2 separate regions of the Hordeum vulgare genome follow, and region 1 is linked to region 2. Evidence: chromatin contacts called from public Hi-C data. All regions are on one chromosome and are shown on one strand. The core of a region is the stretch at or near the end of the contact, and the rest is flanking DNA. Distances in the headings are between cores, read along the strand shown. Region 1 has its middle 350 kb from the start of LOC123429979. Region 2 holds the start of LOC123425975 (asparagine--tRNA ligase, chloroplastic/mitochondrial).

Evidence for each region. Hi-C and Micro-C count contacts between places; a contact is called where the count stands out from the background.
Region 1: a contact with region 2 is called in a Hi-C map of seedling, with 1.9 times the contacts expected there. The contact joins the enhancer-like site here to the promoter of LOC123425975 in region 2. A contact is called at or near these places in 3 of 6 Hi-C or Micro-C datasets (leaf and seedling).

Annotation. Positions count from the first base shown.
Region 1 is chr2H:239,223,394-239,229,922 of MorexV3_pseudomolecules_assembly, forward strand. No RefSeq gene overlaps it. Among protein-coding and RNA genes, the nearest start is that of LOC123429979, 350 kb to the right of the region's middle. Within about 2 kb of position 3,363, at least 3 of the 3 cell types and tissues checked have open chromatin away from gene starts, as enhancers often do. A contact at or near this core is called in leaf and seedling, where this site is marked.
Region 2 is chr2H:238,474,927-238,481,025 of MorexV3_pseudomolecules_assembly, forward strand. It overlaps LOC123425975 (asparagine--tRNA ligase, chloroplastic/mitochondrial), which reads right to left and starts at 4,461. Exons shown (of 14, transcript XM_045109752.1): 1 at 4,120-4,461; 2 at 2,015-2,083; 3 at 1,409-1,513. The coding sequence starts at 4,425.

The DNA of each region.
Region 1 (6,529 bases), core at 2,113-4,612, 750 kb after region 2:
CTCATGTGTCCAAAGTTGTCTTTTTTTTCTTCACCCTCCCACCCATTTTTCTTTCAGAGCCATAGATCTCGAAGCAAGTATCCTTTTACTCATGTGAAGCTCTCACTTTATTTTTGTTCCATACTGTATCCAGTGATTCTGGTGAATATGTTCAGTGCTAAGTTCATCGTCCTTTGTTTTGTTTTCTTACCTAGTGGATTTGATTCAACCTCTCGGTGTTCATCATATCCTTTTCATTTGCTAAATGCTTTTCCATTTTGCAAATTCTCATCCAACCTGTCTTAGTTATTCACCTCTCTATTCTATTCGGAGTGCTGAACAAACCACACAAGAATTGTGCTTCTGTTCAAAATACTTTCAAATTATTATGAGGCTCTCACCTCATCTTGTTTTCATTTTGACTTGTGCAATATTTTCTTCTAATCAATCATTTTAATGGTGTTTTTCCTTGAGTGGGCCCATAACCCACAGGTTTTTTTCAAGTATCTTACCTGGCTCTTCTAATCTTTTCCCAGAAACTCAAAATATTTTCAAATATGATGTAAAAATGAAACCCATTAGTCATATTCCTTCTCCAAGATCACTTATAATTATTTTTAAAGTTGGCTCAACATTTATTTCTTGATATTCAAGAGTGCCTCAGTAATTCATAGTGGTGTTTCTTGTCATTCTTCTCAGTGTGAAGACCGAAGAAGTGTTTCTCTTAGATCGTGACTCATTCTCTTGAATATTTGTGTTTCAATCTTGGTGCTATTCTTTCTAATTGTTTTCGGTCATGAGTAATTGCTTCACTATCTATGCGAACCAGTTTAGACTTGTTTTGATTTCTCGATCCTCTCAAGGCATCATTTAAGAAGATTTCTTCATTCTTAGCTTTCAACTTATGTTCTCAAATTCTTCTCAATTGTGGTCTCTTCATTCCTATCTCAATTATTACGGTGCTTTCATTTAAGTATTCTGCTAGATGGATCATGTTCTCTTTGCTCTCATGTATTCCATTCATTCGAAATATCCCCATTTGTTTGCAAATTCTTACCGGTGGCTTGTTCAAGTATTCCCTAATCAAATTGTGCTCTCTTTGTCCTCATGGATCCCAATTGATTTGTATTATCCTCTTACGTTCCAAATTATTGTTCTTGTGTTGGAGATGCCTTCAAGTTCGTGAAAATCTATCTTCAATATGTCCAAGAAGAATAAGTGATGCACCAAATCCGTTGATTTTCATCAATTTAAATTGATGAAGGATAATCATAACATAATTCTTATTCTTGTTTCATCAAGATGATTTCAGTCCTACTTTTGGAGTTGTTTAGGATATCAAATTCTCGATTCTAAGTTGTTCTTATATTCTTTTCCGGAGTTCCAATTTTTCTCAAGTATCTCGTCGTGAAGCTTCATATAAATATTTGCAAGGCCTCAATCTTGTTCATTTTGTAACCTTCAATTCTTTTCTACCATCGTTTCATTCCGGAGTTCTTTCCGATAGTTCTTCATGGTGCTTGTTAATGATAGAGCACCTAAATTATTATGTTGTCGAAAGAGGTTTTCATCTCTTGTTGCTCCCAACCAACCAATTGTTTTGTTGGTGACCGGTTGTCACCTCATAATTTTGAGGTGTTTGTCCATAACCCACAACAAGCATATTATTTTCCTTGTTGATTTTCCAACATCTCTGTTCAATGCTCCTTTGTAAGGATGCTTTTCAATGCAGTTGTGGTAGAAGTTGTCATTTTATTGTATCCTCTTTTCTTTCCAACGCTCTAATTTCTGTTCTTTTGTTCCCGAGGCATTGGGATGTTGCTTTCTTCCGATCATTAGCTCGTGTTATCAAGATCATGTTGGTTTCCTTGCTTATCCATTTAACCGGACTTTTGTGGCTGTCTTTTCAATTTCTTTCAATCATATTAATTTTTATTCTCTTTTCAAACGGATTGCTACCCATATTCATTCTTTCTCACGACTTCTCTATCTCCTTTCAACTGTTGTGGTTTTGAATTGTTTCTCGTTCCTCGTGTCATTCTTCATCTCTTGCCAACCTTCAAGTTCGTTGGTTTCACTCGTTTGTAAAAGAAGCGAACAAGTTTTACCTATTCATTTCCTCTTCCTTTTCTCATTCTAAGATCTCGGGTCAAGATCTCTCGGTAATGGAGGAGAGTTGTAAAAACTCGAGAAGGACACTCTAGATGATTTCGTTTATTTCAAGTTTCACCATGTGTTTCATTTGTTTGGCGCATTCATCATAACATCATTCGCATTGCATTGACACTCCTTTGTCGTCATATGTCAAACATGCATTCATTCGTACTTGTCAGTTATCCCCGTTGTGTTCGTCGATCGTTTCGAGACCATCCACACACACAAGCCCGTGGCGTCGGTAGGACATTATTATTTTTAGTGCGTACAAATATTTCTTGGAATGGTCTGAAATTGGCGTGGAGGTAGACCACTTGCCAAATTTCCTTAGATTTGGAGGTCAATTGGTACCCAAACTGTTAAACATATAACGTCACTATAGCCGGTGAAATCTTACACGTTTCGGCATTTCTAAAACCTGTCATGGGCTGCAATCTCCCTCTCATCTTAACCCAACCCATCTACACATCCCACCTGTAGCCCAACTACCACCCTCCGCTTTCATACCATCCGATCGAGTTCGAATCGTCCGAAATCATACTAAATGCACTAAATGCACTAACCCTAGCAAAACCTACTATAAAAGGATAGCCTTCCCTGCCTATTTTGGAGGAAACCCTAACCTCTAGCCTACCCTAACTCCCCACACGCCACCTCCTAAAAATCCACGCTGCCGGGTTTGATCTCACCACTTGGCAGCCTGAACCCATTCCTCCTTCGATCTGAGCCGCCGAATCAATGATCCAACGGTTCACAACGCCCCTGCACTCGTTCTCGCTCCCGCGGTACCCCAGCCTCGAGGCTCCGCTCGGTTGGATGAGGACTGATCTCAAGCACCATGCATCCGCGCCGCCAAAAGTCGCCACTAGGAGCCACTAGAGCCCCATGTTGCCGGTCACCAGCAGGTCTCCCAGCACCGCCCTTCTGCCTGCCTTCTCTGCTAACTACTTTGGATCCCCCCTCTCATGTTCATGTCTCTTTCCCCGCCATGGACAAGCACCACCAAGCTTCCCCCGCCGCCATGGAGTTTGCATGTAACTCCACCCATTCGCTATCGGGAATGGTTCCAAGACATCAAGATCCATTCGTCCCCACCTCCGGTCCCTCTAGATACGGCAATTTCAAGTCGGATCTCGCGTCACCGTCCTGGCCACTGGAGGCCACGTCCTCCTCTACTTCAATCGTGAGGTTGATGATAACACCAGCGCCAACACTCTGGACCACGTGCAACCTCCATGGTCTGGCCCATCTGCTCGCCCCACTAGCCCACTCCGCCAAACGGGCCAGCCCGGCACGGCCAGTGCCGACACGTTTACTAATCGTTCCGTGTCGTGCCAGCCCGTGGGCTACGCCTCCAGGCCCAGGCACGACCCGGTTATTAAATAGGTCGGCATGCTGGCCCGATTAGCACGCTGGAACTTATTATTTTAGCCTCCTGGACTCATATTTAGGCCCATTAGGTTGTATATTATTTATTTATATATATATATATAAAGTAAAAATATATATAAAAAATTAAACGGGTCGTGTCGTGCCGGCCCGCGTGCCCCGCCTCCAGGCCCAGGCACGGCCCGAGGCGTGTCGCATGTCTGGCACGGGCCCGTTTAAGTTGTGCCAGGCCGGCATGCTATCGGGCCGGCCCGATTGAGACGGCCCATTTGGCCAGGTATAGCCCACTTCGCCCCCAAGGCCCAGATCCGCCAAGGCTCGGCCTCCAACCGTTCTCCTCCTGACCTGGGCCGCCTTCTCGCTTTGGTGACAGCCCAGCCCCTCTATCCCTTGGACTGGACGCTGTCTAGTTTCCTAGTGCCCATTCCTTTCGTCGTCGGAATGTTTTTTATTTTGTGTGCGAATTTATCAATTAACCAGGAAATGGTAGTTTTATAGAAAAACCCTTGTTGTTCGTGCAAATTTATCGCATTAAAATGTTTTATATATGAATAATGTTCATAATTTTGTGTAGATTCACAATTTTAAAATTCCACACATGATTAAAATGTTTAAACATGATGTTTGCATTAATTTGCATAATTGCCATGTTAAAATGATAAATTTCATACCTAAATAACCATAGCTGCAATTAAAATGTTCCACATACGTAATTTGACTAGAGAAATGTGTAGAATAACATCGTGGGATTTATTTTCCTATTTAAATACTCAAAAATTATGTTCTAGGCAGAAAAGTAGCAAATTCGAAAATTACATATGGGGACTTTCCGAAATTGTTATTTGTTGTTCCGACCTCATTTAAACTTGCATAAATGTGTAGTCTATTTGTGCTTCACTTATTGCCATTTTTTGACAACATTTAATATTGATGAGTAGAATAAACATGAGTGAGCTAAATAAATTGATTGTGGAGTTTCGTTAATATGCAATTCGTTGCATATTGAACTTCACTTAATTTGTAGTGTTTGATTGTTGCACCTCGCCATGCCATGCCTATTTAAACAGGACATGCATCATATTTGGTTGTGCATCATATCAAGAATATTTTGTGGTGTACCGTGTGTTTATTGTTTGTTTCCGGTTTGCTTCTTCTTGATAGAGTTTCAAAAGCATTCGGAGTGTGAGGATTCCTTCGACTACATCCCGTTCGTCTAGTTCACGGATTCTTTCTTCTTCGATGCGGGATCTCATGCAAGATGACCATTTCCCTCGATACCACTATTATGATTGCCATGCTAGTTACTCGTTTCTATCATTATGTCACACTGCTTACCACTTATTGTCAAGCCTCCCAAAATTCCATGATAAGCCTCTAACCTCCAGCTTCCCAGCAAAACATTGTTTGGCTATGTTACCGCTTGCTCGGCCCTTATTCTAGCGTTGTTAGTTGCACGTGCAGTTGTTTCCGTGTGACAACATGGATATAATCGAGATATCATAATATTAATGCTATTTAATTTAATGCACATATATACTTGGTAAAAGGTGGAAGGTTTGGTCTTTTGCTCTGTGTTTTGTTCCACCTTTGCCTCCCTAGGTACTTTTGTACTGGTGTTATGTTCCATATTGAGCGCTCCTAACATGCTTGGGGTTGTTATCGGGACCCACTTGATTTTCATTTTATGATAGAACTCCTTGGGAAAGGCCCAACATTGGTACTATATTTGATCAACATAATAATATTTAATACCTTTATTAACGCATAGGTAGTTAGCGCTACACGCGGATTAATTCAACATAATACATGGGGCATTGTTGATGGTGTTGGTCCCAAATGGGCATACTATGGGGCCACCATGGGGAAACTCGTGGTTTCTTTTTACTCGTACTCTGACCCATCTGGTCATGTCCTAAGAACGTGATATGCGGCTCCTATCGGGTTCGTCGACACGTTTGGCAGCCTTGCTGGATTTGGTTTACCTTTCTCGAACATCTTGTGCACTAGGGTTTCAAAGATACCTTGGGCTATCATGAGGTTGAGGTTTTCCAGCGCAACTTGTGGCTAGTTTGTGATGGATGAGTTGGAGTACACCTACACGTTTAAATCTTTCTTAGAGCCATGCTCACAGTTATGTGACAACTTGGAAATTTGTTTACAACCTGGTCATAGCAAATTTGAAGTAAACTCAATTACAATACACCAACCATGTGTCAAACCATAACCGTCTCTTCTTGTCAGGTTGAACCAAGAAGAGAACACGGTAGGGTTATGATTAACTCATAAGTAGGTGTTCAGGATCACTTCTTAATCATTATTAGTTCAGTCCGTTTGTGCGTAGAATTCTTCTTATTCTTGTACTCATAAGTTAGGCACACAAATAAATGCTTACTTATTGTAGCAACCTCACCAATTAACCATACCTCACCCATTAAGTTTTGCTAGTCTTAATACCTTTTGAAATGAGATTGTTGAGTACCCGTGGCTCATAGTTTACTACAACAACAATTGCAAGTACAGGTAATGATATGCTTTGACGGGAGCATGATGTTTGTTTGATTTGGAGTTCTTCCTATTTTTATTCATGGATCATAGGATGGGTTCCAGGCCGGCAACCTAGGATTAGCAAGGTTGGATGTAACTTTTATTGTTTGATTTTGTCCATATTCGAACCCTGCTCTTGTGTATGATGATTGAATGTATCATTGTATTGAGATGTTAATGATTTAGCTTGTGGAGAGTGTAAGCTCATTCCATATACCCATATCCTCTTTACATGTACTTGTAACGATATCCATTCTTGCAAAATGACGAGATGCACTTCTATCCCAATTGAGGCCCTCGAGCCAAAGTAAGGATAGGACCGCATCTTGGGCGTTACAACAATACTTTTAGTCCCCCAAGTTTGGATGAGCAAATTTATTATGATGATGGCATGCCTCCTATTTATGATGAAAATGGTGATGAAATGTATGCTATAAAGAGCAATGATAACAATGAAACTTGT
Region 2 (6,099 bases), core at 3,211-5,710:
ATTCCGCCGCCAGCCGCCGCGAGGGCTCCCTTGGTCCCGATGGTGTCCTTGGGAATCCAGGGGGCTGCAAACGCACAAGTTCGGCGCGCGGAGGATTCTCGTCTATCGTTTGGAGTCAAAAATAAAGAGTCGGAGTCTCATTCGGGTTAGCTTATTTCAGGTCAATACAATAGGTCGAGATGTAAAAGGCTTATTTTTTAGGCGTTAGGGTTGTGTGGGGTCGAATCGTCGTTCGGTTGCAGCTCGAGGACGAGCTGCATGTCCTGGTGGGGTGTAGTGTTAGAGTACGTGATGGGCCTGGGCCCGTTAGTCTTAGGGTTTGCTTAGGGGTCAAGTAAGCCTTACTTGGGAGTCAAGTAAACCTCTCTATATATGGAGAGGAGATGTATCAATCTAATCAGGCAAGAATTAAGAAGGAAAACCCTTTTCCCTCTTGCCCGGCCGTGGGGGTCCTCGCAGCTCTCTCTCTCCCGCTCAAACCCTAGCAACCATAACAATATGGGTTCGACGAGAGTTACTATGCTCCTCCACCCTCACAAGACTTCACCAGTCCTTGTTTAAAATCCGACAACGAGCACTGTAGCTCCACTTTTACTTTTGAGTGCATTTCTCTTCTTTTACTGCTTGTAGGTTATTCAAGCTGCGGATCTGGGCAGGTAGAGCTCATCTTCTTGTATAAATCCTAGCCGACATGTTCTGGCTCACATGAAACGTGTATCTAAAGGTGACGGAAATCTTTCGTGATCATCCTCTATTTTGGCTATTTCTTGTTAAATCCACCAAGTAGTTCATCGACGGACTAGTAGAGCCTGTCAGATGTCCCTCATACAACTTGAGCCCTAAGTAACAACCAAAGGATACAGTTCTGATCTCCAACTCTAATCCTCTCTCTTTCCTATCTAAATAACTCTCTTCCCTATCTAAATAACTCTCCTCCCTATTTAAATAAATTACATATTTATTACTAGAATATTACCTAATTTTGTATTTGCGCATGTAACAACTTGGTTGTAACAATCCTTATTAGTGACATTACCATTCAAAAGAGACATCGTAACTTACTAGTCCCCCACGTATTTTGGGTCACATTTTGACCATAACTTTTTAACTAATAAAATATAAGTTACATGTAGCAAAGGTAATATCAAATGGAAACTAGATTCAAATAATCCAAAAACATATTTTTTGACATGCATTAAAGTTTTGCAGTCAAATATATGGTCAAACTTTGACCCAAAATACGATGTGGATTAATAAATCTGTACGGAGGTAGTACTTAGCAACTATTTCCCGTGCAAAATAGGAAGTATTGACATTTAAGAAGAAAATGCAGAATTTAGGCCGAAACTTTGGAGGCATGCACTTTAAAGGGAAAAGTAAAGAAAAATTAGCAGAATGAAACGCATACCACAATGATCTTTGAAACCTTTAGGTCCACTTTCTGCTTACCGCCTTGGCTGCTTGCTACAACTCCCTCCACTAAAACTGAGGCCCCCGTAGTGATAGAGTCTATCTGACATCCATCATCGAAAAGATTGACCAGTGAAATGTATTACAATCATTTAAGCGTTAACAGGTACTACTTCTAAGCAGCATAGTAAAAATTGGCATATCACAACATCCAAAATTATGGGTAACTCTTCACTACTTTAACCCATTCAAATAAAGTTTACTATGCACAACAAGCCCAGAGTTGAGGTGGGTGCTGGAGGCACGTCAGTAACTCTTTATTCTTTAAGTTACTGTATCCTTGTCCAATTGAATATTAAAATATTTAATAGAAGTACTGCCAATATGATTAAGATTTGTTGGTGGCATAGAGCAAATATCAGAGTGGGCGCATCTGTTTTCACAATGTAACAATTGGATTGATCAACATAATTTTCCTGACAATAAGAATAATGGAAGATGCATAGCGTAAACAGCATTTAGACTCTATGCACCTCCAAACGGTTGCAGTTTAGTAATACAACACGTTCTAACTTCTAGATCCAGTAAGTAGACAAATGCATACCTGGTCATAGCCTTCTGTTTCAGGAGTTAACACACATTGCATATTGGACAAGCAAGATCCATCATTAACCTAAATAATAGAGTTTCAAGATTTATTAGACCCTTGAAGAAAAATAATAATACTTCATCGTTGACAAAAATAAGTTACTTTAATTTTTCAGTCACTAATGCAACACATTGGCCAAGTTTTATAATCATGCTAGCAAATGAACAAAATTAAATATTCTCAAAGTACTTTGCAAGTCCAAATACATTATTTTACTCATGTTTCAAAAGGTTAACCAAGTGAATCCCACAAAGATTCACCTAGAGTGCGGGAGTGGGCTCTTGCTAGAGAAATGTCTAGCCTCCATACTGATGTATTTATCTGATAGGGTAAGAGGAACTTTGTATTCGTTATATCATGTATACAAAGACCAGTATGATCATTCTACTAGTGCATGAGGATGAGGGCCTCTCGCATGACTAACACAAGACTGTCAACAAAAAGATTTTCAAAACTCCTAACTCACCTAAGAAACCCTATAAATGTCAGCCAAGCTAGTTATCAAATATGTAGTGGAAAGAGAATTTGCATGAGGGCGAAGGTCTCTCTCGTCATAGCACAGGGCCAGCCATAGAAAGATTTTCCAAACTCTAAACTCTCCTAAGGAACCCAATAAGTTGCAGTCAGGCTAGTTATCAAATATGGGGTGAAAAGTTTATACACATGAGGATGAGGGTCTCTTTCGTGACTAACACAAGGCTGGCCAAGGAAAGATTTTCTAAACTCGTAACTCACCTAAGAAACCCTACAAGTGGCAGTCAGGACTCAGGTTAGCTATCCAATACGTGGTGGAAAGAGAATACACAGTCTAAACGTGTTAGAGCAACTCTAGCAGATTCCCTAAATTCCCCCCATCTTTAAAATAATGGCTATTATAAAGAATAGAGGGCAATTTTCCACTCTAGCAGATTCCCTATACCTTACTCTATCCTTCAAAAAAAAATAAGGCACTCTAAAACAGCCCACCAACCTTTATATTTAGAGGCCGGGGAGGAGTTTTTAGCTCTGGTGGAAAAGGCAGTGCCTAGGAGGCGCTTAGGCACTCCTAGGCACTAGGCGATGGCCAAACGCCTCACCTAGGGCATAAGCGATAGTTTAGGCAGGGCAAGCAAGAAATTTTCTAACCTAGAGAGAAATCATGCCATATTGCACTAATATGCCAAGCGAGCCATATTCCAATGGCAGTACTTGGTAGTTAACTTATATATATGCCTTAAATTAAGATAATACACATATAATGACCACAGATACACCCTAATAGTAGAAACTATATTATCGTCAAGGCCGGGTCTAGGGCGCTTAAGCACCGCCTAGGCACTAGGCGAACTAGGCGAAGGCCAACCGCCTCGCTTACGCCTACCGCTTTTCCAACCTTGGTTTTTAGAGTACACTTTATATCTTCCTGTGGATGGGGGCAAGGAAATTTCACCTCAACTACCTCCTGCCTGTAGCCGCTTATTCGACTGTTGTCGTTGTAGTGGGGAGAAGGCTCGTGGAGAGGTCGAAGAATGGAAAAAAATCCCCTCCCACCGACATGTGGGCTCAAATTTACAAAGGCTTGGTTTTACAGACTCTAACTTTGCACAGAACCTCGAGAGTCTTTCAAAAATTATAAAGGGAGAAGCAAGAGGATTTTAAAGGCCAAAATTTTAGGGAATCTGCTAGAGTTACTCTTGTTTGCTAGTGCCTATATAAGGGCCCCTAATCTTATTGGGAGAAACCATTGTGACCCAATCTCTGGAAAATATATTTCTAAGCTCAGAATCCATTTTTTTCCAGGAAACACAGGGACACCATGGTCAGTTCAAGACGTCATATACAGCACCACAACAGGTGAAACCAAGCTATCCAAAGTTAATGACATATAAACTACATAGAACTTTCCTCAACTATGGAAGTCTTGGATCATCAAGCAAAGCTGGTAATAGCATCAACATTTCCGCAGAAACAAATTTGCTAACTATACGCCTGGAGACTTGAGCCAGTCCATGGCAATTGGAAACTATAGAAAATGGACCATGGAAATCGACGACAGCAGCAAGACTGTGTTGTGTCCTGACCTCCACGAATGTGACGGTCCTCTGGGCACGGCAGGTGCGCACCCACCCGCGCACGGTAAGCTCCTTCCCGACCCAGGAAGTGCCTTGGTCCTCCCCTCCCTTCACTTCAGCCACCCTGATCCTCCGCCGGAACTCCCCCACGGCGTCCCCCGTCGGCATCGCCGTGGCCGCGACGGGGGGCGCGGCGGCGCAGTAGCGGCGCCAACCCAAGGAGAGAGCGAGTGGCGTAGGAAAGAGGGAATGCCTCGGGCTCCGGAGACAGTGTGGTGCCAGCCGGAGAAGGCGGCAGGAGGCAGCGGCGGCCATGGCGAAGGTAGTAGCTCAGGGGCGGGGGTTTACGCTATCGCGCGGCCTCTCTGTTGCTTGCTATTTGAGCCGTCCGTTTTGTGATTCCATTCCACGGAACCCGCCTTCGTAACTATACTACGCTTTCCGTCCTGGTTTGCGTATTCCTCCCTGGTTCTCTTTGTCTCTGTTCGGCAGTGCTAATGATACGAGGAGGATGACATGACATGAGATGATCACGCCATATGCGATGTGATTATCCAATCAAACAACGCCAACGGAATCAAATCACATGTGCTGCGGTACGTTACTTTCTACGTGGAGTGAGATAAGATTTTTTGAACTTTTTTCTCCTTAGGCCTCGTTTGGTTAAGGGGGATTGGGAAAGTTTTGAAAGGGAGGGATTTCACGGGATTGGATGAATCCCTTCCTTCCACCCAATCCTCTCACATCCTTTCTATTTGATATACAGGGAATCATACAAAAAGATTCATATACAAGAATATAGTATAATTGAAAATATAATTTTTACAACTTCAACTTCGTACACATGAGTATACTATTATTCAAAAGAAGATACTACACGAATCACCATATAGAATTGGATTCCAAAACCAAATGGTTCACAAATCGTGAGAAATAGTGAACTAAAATGTAAAAGCATGAACACAAAACCAGGTCCACAATAATAATAAGATAATATATCTGACCAAAATTCATCACGGGTATAATATAAATCTCCAAAACAGTCGATATTGTCTGGCAGATAACCACCAGGTCCACAATAATAATAAGATAATTTAAAAATAGAAGTAATCTCCAAGCAAAAAAGAAAATGTTTGGCATTTCACTAGTTTCACGTTTCACTAGGGGTGAGTTGGAGTTTCTGCTCGGTTTCAAGGGGAATCACCAAGCTCAGTCATCACCGAAAGTTATCTTCTTCCCTACCAAAAAAACAACAAACAAATGTCAAAACCAGACGCGTCATTATGGAAGATACAAATGCGTACAAACTCCTACACCAAAGGCTCCAAACGACTTTTATAATTTACCAATGGTGCTGGCTAACTATTCTGATACAACCATTGTATCCTTTTCTCGGCACAAAAAATAGTCACAAGATCAAGATATTAACAATACAGTTCGTATTGCTCGCCGCGAGCAAACTCGCTGCTGCTAACAGGATGGTATATGCATAGCACGGCTGGCTTGCCATTTTGTCCCAATGGTTAAGAGGGTGATCTGGGATTGGAAGCAACTGAATTTGAAGCAGTTTACACAAAAACAAAATTTTAACACAACAGACTCTAGCAAGTAAAAGAAAGAGCTCATAAACTGCATCAAAATCATAGCCAATAATGGCACCAGTTTTCTGCAATCAGTGGGAAGGGACAATGCAGCATTGGCAACCCGGTGAAAAATTATAGAAGATGCCAACTATATAAGCAATAACTGCATGACTCTGAGGACCCCTACAGGATGCAAACCAGGACCAAATTTCAGCAGTGAGCCGGCTGCTGGCTCATTGGAATCAAATCAGCAAAATGTTTACGAAGTCATGTTGACCAAATCCTAACCACCAGATATACAGGAAAGCTACAGACTAAGACAAAATAATTGTTAGAGAAGTCAGAACAAGCTTAAATTGCTTCAGTTATAAGTTACGTAGCAACTAGTGGAGCTCAAGAATCCATG